Regions from separate parts of the Mus musculus genome. Here region 1 is linked to region 2. A link is a contact called in public HiCAR-type data. All regions are on one chromosome and are shown on one strand. The core of a region is the stretch at or near the end of the contact, and the rest is flanking DNA. Distances in the headings are between cores, read along the strand shown.

Region 1 (2,980 bases), core at 238-2,737, 600 kb before region 2:
AGCTGAAATCCGTGCTCACCGCGAGGTAAAAGTAAACAATGGCAATTTCAATTGTACCCTAATTCTCACATCACAATGTCACTGGAATTAAAACTTTCCCCTAGAACGTTGTCAAGAAAATCTAGCAATGCAGATGCATGGGTAGGTGCAGAAGAAAACACAAGTTATCTTCCATCTACTGCGCATCCCAATCTGGCGTAGTCACTTAATATTTACTGTATTTTCCATTAGGTCACAAGCATTTAAAGGCTGGAAGAGGTAAAGTATGCTTGCAAGCCCAGCGAGGGTTTAGCAGTAACGTTAGTGCTTGAAACACAAATATATGGCAACTCTGTCTCTTCTTTGTCGTCAACATCATCATCTTCCTCCTATTCTTCTTCTTCCTCCTCCTCCTCCTCTTCCTTCTCCTCATCCTTCCCTCTATCTCCTTCTCTCTCTCTCTTCCCTTCCACAGGGAGAGACTAATGCTATTTATCATGTACTTTGGTTAAGTTTTATTATCTCTATCGTCATATAATAGTCACACATTAATAAGTTAATCAGAAACAGTATTTATGTGCCAGGAGTACTTTCACACAGAAGTGTATAGACATGAATGCCTGTCCACTTATCTTACAAAATGTGGTGAAGCATTAGTGGCGAGCCTTCGTACCTGGGAACCGTTTAACCCTTCCTTAAAGTTTGCTCTTTAATTACTGAATTCACGTTCAGTTGTCTTTGAGGCCAGCCCTGACAACTCTTCCCTCTACTTTCCAGTCTCTACCCAAGGATTCTGTGGTGGTTTGAATAGGCATGACTCACAGAGTCCCAGAATACTTGGCCAATAGGTAGTGTCACCTTGATGGAGGAAGTGTGTCACTGTGGGACAGGGATTGTGGCCTTCTATGCTCAAGCCCCACCGAGTAGGAAACAGTTTCCTCCTTTAGCTGTCTGTGGTTCACAGTGTAGAACTCTCAGCTCCTTTTCCAGCACCATGTCTACCTGCACACTGCCATGCTTCCTATCATAATAATAGACTGAACCTCTAAAACTTGTAAGTCAACCCCAATTAAGGGTTCCCTTGATAAGAGCTGCCTAGGTCATGGTGTTTCTTCACAGCAATAAAACCCTAACTAAGACACCCTTCTAGGATGCCTATGTTTCTTGTTATTGTCCTATGTTTACTCTTTATTTTTACATCTATCTTGGTGGAAATACATTTCCCATAAAAACCTCAATTCGTCATCATAGTTTGTATAAATAGAAAGCATTCTTAAGATGAATACAAAGAAAGAGGAAGACATCAGTCATCTTTCTTTATGTTTCCATATTTTTATAATACAATATTTTTAATCAATTAATTAATTAATTAGTTTTAGATTTTTCAAATGTGTTCTGTAAACGGGTTTCTTGTACTTTGGAAGATTTTCATTTCCCCTTTGCGCCCTACAGTTTTGATGGCACTGTGCACAAGTGTCCACTAGATGGCAGCATCATCCAATTCTTCTGAGGCAACGTTTAGTCGGTGCTTGCTTTATCTCATCTTTGGCATTGGTTTCACAAACTTTAATAAGAGCAAAGGTGTCATTTTGGAAACATATCATTTGCACTGCTATATACATTTTACTCGGCACTTTTACTCAAGTATAAATCTGATAGATAGCTGCAAATGATCTCACATAATCTCCTGAATGGGCCAGCAGACTTACTTATTTAACAGTAGGAAGGAAAAATGTTTTTAACAACCAAAAGTGAGTTGTAGTAATGAGACATAATATTAACTACTATTACGATCATGTGTTTGGAATTTTCTATTTTTTTTTATGAACAGTTCTTTTTAAAAATGTTTTAAAATTTAGTCTGCGCGTGTGTGTATGTGTGTGCCCATGAGCATGTACACAAATGCGCATGCATTTGTCTGTGTCTGTGTTTTTCTACGTCTGTGTACCTATGTCTGTGTCTGTGTGTGAAGTGTGTGTTTATGGGTTGGTGGGTGTGTACCTTAACAGGCATGTTGTTAACAGAGGATAACCAGCAAGAAAAGGTTCTCTCCTTTTACCATATATGCCCCTCACTTGGGCCTCAGGTCATTGGGCATGGCAGAAAACAGTTCTAATTGTTGAACCATCTCATTGGCCAAGTTCTAATGAAAAACTACCCTTGCGCCATCCTGGGATCTAACCACGGACTTCACATGTGAGGCCAAGCACTCTGACCCAGAGATACAGGCACAGGCCCTGCGTTCTTCATATATGTGTTCTACCATGATTAAATTGCCATACAATTAGGTATTTATAACATAAACGTTAGATGTGTCAGGACTGTGGCTGGCTAAATACCATTCTTTCAGACTATATTTTAGTGAGCTATCTTTGATTTCTGCTTTTTCTTGATTCTAAGGCTGCATCTAAGCAATAGACATTGAGTTAGCGCTTATCGTTATGATTCGAAAGCGACGAGGCCTTGTGAAGGCGTTCATTCACTTCAAAATATTAGCTTTTTATTTCCAGGGATAGACTATCAAGGTTAACTGGACTAAAGAAAAAAACATAAAGCAGGCTAGAGTTTGTAATAGATATTTGTAAGGTCATACAATTTGTTGAGGCAGACCCAAGATTAGAAATAAATTATCTTTCCAATATACCACATACTGGCTCTTGTTCTGCCCCTAGTCAGAGCTGGAAAATTTTAGTCATTACTATTCTGTCTTCAGTCACCAGACTTAATGAAGAGACTCCTGACAAATCTACCCCAAAGCCCCTTGAACATGTCTGCTTCAATTCATCAACAATCCATTTTACTTAAACCCTATATTCCCCATTTTTGAGCTGATAATTCTGAAATGACTTCTTAATCTCAGCTGGGGACCTCCTCTCTTGTACCATTTCTGTCTTTGAAGTATTCAGGGTCACCTTGATGTAAATGTACATACAAACCCACTGCTCTCGGGAGGAAGCTGTTTTCATGTCTTAATGTATATAATAAGTGACTTTGGGGGATT
Region 2 (3,436 bases), core at 359-2,858:
TCACAACAATCCAAAGGACAATTGTGTCCCAACAGTGATAAGCCATGTCACCCTGACACCGAATTTTACAGTTGATAAAGCAAATTCCCATGTGATTTTTTTTTTATTAGAGCTTCTCTGCCATCCTAGACATAGCAACTGTCTCACAATTGCACAGGCAGGGCCTGTCAATAAGAAAAGTCAGAACACTTGTGTGTCACATGGCTAAGTGATTATGCTTTTACATGAACCTAAATTTCAGACACGTACTACATCATGTGACAAAACAATTGTTTTGTTCAGCAAAAGAGAAAAGTACAAAAGAATCCACATCTGAATCATTTGTGTACTTTTAACCTACAAGCAAAACTTGCAAGTATAGCATACAAGGCTTTGGGGCAACAAACTTAATCTCTCCCACTCTCCCGTCTAATTGCCCCAGTGATGTGCTACTGTGCCCGTGTTTGCCATGGAAGACTCAGTTCAAGGTGCTAAATAAAGAGCAGGAACCTGAGCCACCTTGGTCCCCATCTGGATGGGATGTGACATTTCACTTACAGACACAACTTGCTGTGAAGAAACTAAAATGGACGCTGATACAGAAAGGATCGGAGTTCAGGCAGCAGAGCTCCTCTGTTAAGGAAAGCTGTGGCCCAAATGATGAGAAAAATCTAGAACACAGAGATCTAGTGTGATTCATGTCAGAGTGAAGTAAGTCCCTGTGGCTTAGGGAAGAGCCACACTTCATGCTGGGAGACTGCTTCTCCTTTCCAGGAAATGACCATTCTCTGAGTCAGGAACCCCTCTTCTTGGGAGATCCACTGTCTGCTATTATTCTTCTCTACCCTTGCCTGGTTAATTCTTCCTCATTATTCACAACCCAGCCTGATGCATCCTCCCCCAGGGGTCCTGCCAACATCTTAGAGCTCCTTCCTGATAACTTAGCTTGGAAGTGAGTACCACCACACAGGTTCCTAAAGCCGCCTTCTCTGTTTGATGCATGTATTGACCACTTTCTTCAGTTTTGAAGATTTCGAGATGAAGAGTACGTCATTACAGAGTTTAACAATATGCCTGGCTATAAAACACTTCAGAAGCATATGATAAAGGGATAGATGTAAACATTTTAAAAATAAATGAGACTTGTGGCCTCGTGGCATAACCCTGATAGCAGAGGGTTTTAAAAAATAGGCTATTAGAATTTCATTAGAAAAGTGAGCAAGGCCATGCAAGAATACACCCAGAGCAGAAAATGCTGTGTGGTACATACCTGTTCAGACACTTCCAAGTGAAAGGTTTTCAGAGCTTGCTGAAAATCTGCCTTTTCTAAAAGCCCATTCCCTTCCTTGTCCAAACCTTGGAAGTATCTTCCCAATCCAGTCAAAATACGAGCACCCTTCTTGTGCAGTTGTTCTTTCAATTTATCTGTTTAGTAAAAAGAGAGAGGGGAGCTAATTGCTTCTGTGCACCAAGCTTTCAAATTGCAGTTGTTTCTCTTCTGAGAAAATAAGTTGATAATAATGGAAAAGAAGATGTGAATATTCAATGAATACATGCGTAGGGCTGACTTTGGAAAGGAGAATGTTTTTAATAACCACAATGTCAGACACAACTGCATATTCATGATACAGCAGAGCCACAGCACCACTGTGTGGTGAAAGTGTCGCATGCTACATACAGGGAGACAATGTTCCTCTCTATTCATAAGCAAGTAATCTAAGTCTTAAGATTACAATCTTAGTTTCTCTTGTTTAGATCATCTTTTCTAACTGCCCCATATCTTTCCTATTTTTTTTTATTTACACTACTGAATTTCAGAATAGATGCCTGACAAATCACACACCAAAAATATCAGTTCAAAAAACTTTAAGTAGTTTAAAAGTTGAAATCTGGAACAAAATGTGTGAAATGACATCTGGGTCTTGGCATACTCGTCCATATTTACATATTCATAGCAACTATTTTATCCAGAAAATTCTAGAGGTCTCTGGCTCCTAAACACTCCTTCTAGCACATATAATGCTGTCTGTATTGTACTACAATGGATACATTAGAAAAGAAGAGTGCAACTGTCACGAGCTTCACTAGTGACAAAAACTGTGTTGTCGATGACAGAGCAGAGAGAAAGACCTGCTAACAAGGGCGGAGCCAGTCTCAGCCAACCATACAGGCAGCTGCTCGCTTCCTTAATGTCTGATCACGAATACTATCTCAGGACTCATCAAAATTCTAGAAGTATATATTGACTTCTCTGATGATTTGTTTTATACCTTCCTCCCTCCTCGATGATGGAATCCAATAGAGGAATTGTATGTATCACCTACTACACTGCACTGGTTAGAAGGCCAGGCCTTAGACAATTGTAAAGATGTTTCAGTGTCCAGAGTCTATCTACATTTCCTCTGTCCCCTCTGGATTCCCAGGGAAAGGTAATAAGACATTACTCTCACCGAGAGGTGGAAGAAGAGTTGCAAAGGATCTACACAAAGTTGTGTGTCTACGGAACAGCAGGATCTGCTTACAGACGTCAGAGCACATTCAATAGAAAATGAGGTGGAGATATGTCAGGCACTAAGCCACTAGTCTCTTCAGGATATCGTCTAGGCAAGTACAAGGACATGGTGGTTCCTGCCTATACTCCCAGACTCTGGAGATAAGGAAAGAGGATTGCCGTGAGTTCTAGAGCAGTCAGGTTTGCACAGTGAGCGGCAATCTATCTGAGTTTCAGTGTGAGCCCTAGTGTAAGTGTATCTGTGTATGTACAAATGTATGTGTAGATAGACATGTATGTATATATACATACAGATACACATATATATGCACACACACACACACACATATATATATATCCATATCCATATGCAGATACATATGTATCATGGCCCATGGAGATGATGAGTCAATGGGGAAAGGTACCTGCCAATCCTGACAACCTGAGTTTGAGTTGTAGGAAAAAACCTGACATCTGCAAGTTGTCATCTTACCTCACTTGTATGCTGTATCACACACACAAATACACACTACACAAACAAGTTAATATACTTTTAATTTTTAAAAATGTCAATTTTACACGTTATTTAGCTTATAATTCAACTCATAATATCAAATATTTCTAAAATTATTATTATAACTACACCCTCTTGCTTAGTACCATTAATAAAAAACTTGAAAATACTTTTTAACTATTTTATTATTTATGTATATATTTGGGTATCAAGGTTTATTTTATTAATAATTTACATATTTGTGCATTTGTGTAAGGGTAAATGCACACACGCTTATGGGTGCTCATAAAGTCCAAAAGAGCACCTCAGAGCCCCGACAGGTGGAGTTACAGAGAATTGTGAGCTACATGATGTGGGGGATGTGAACCAAACTAACGTCCTCTAGCGTAGTGGCAGGCCCTCCTATTTGCTTAGTCATCCCCTGGCCCCCTAAAACATTATATATATATACA

Evidence for each region. HiCAR-type assays count read pairs that join an accessible place to other places.
Region 1: a HiCAR-type map of PVALB interneurons shows a contact between it and region 2, with 7 times the contacts expected there. The contact joins two enhancer-like sites. A contact is called at or near these places in 1 of 39 promoter capture datasets (hippocampal neurons), 3 of 15 datasets of contacts at CTCF or cohesin (the NIH/3T3 cell line and stem cell-derived epiblast-like cells), 80 of 484 Hi-C or Micro-C datasets (3T3-L1-derived adipocytes, the AML12 cell line, the C2C12 cell line and 45 more), 5 of 115 datasets of contacts at active chromatin or transcription factors (PVALB interneurons, astrocytes, embryonic basal ganglia and 1 more) and 1 of 9 other capture datasets (embryonic stem cells).

The regions. Positions count from the first base shown.
Region 1 is chr10:112,800,263-112,803,242 of GRCm38.p6, reverse strand. No RefSeq gene overlaps it. Among named protein-coding and RNA genes, the nearest start is that of Gm3942, 36 kb to the left of the region's middle. Within about 2 kb of position 1,487, at least 3 of the 459 cell types and tissues checked have an H3K27ac peak or open chromatin away from gene starts, as enhancers often do. A contact at or near this core is called in PVALB interneurons, where this site is marked.
Region 2 is chr10:112,201,848-112,205,283 of GRCm38.p6, reverse strand. Caps2 (calcyphosphine 2) reads right to left here. Exons shown (of 18, transcript NM_001310675.1): 15 at 1,250-1,404. Among named protein-coding and RNA genes, the nearest start is that of Caps2, 40 kb to the right of the region's middle. Within about 2 kb of position 1,608, at least 27 of the 459 cell types and tissues checked have an H3K27ac peak or open chromatin away from gene starts, as enhancers often do. A contact at or near this core is called in PVALB interneurons, where this site is marked.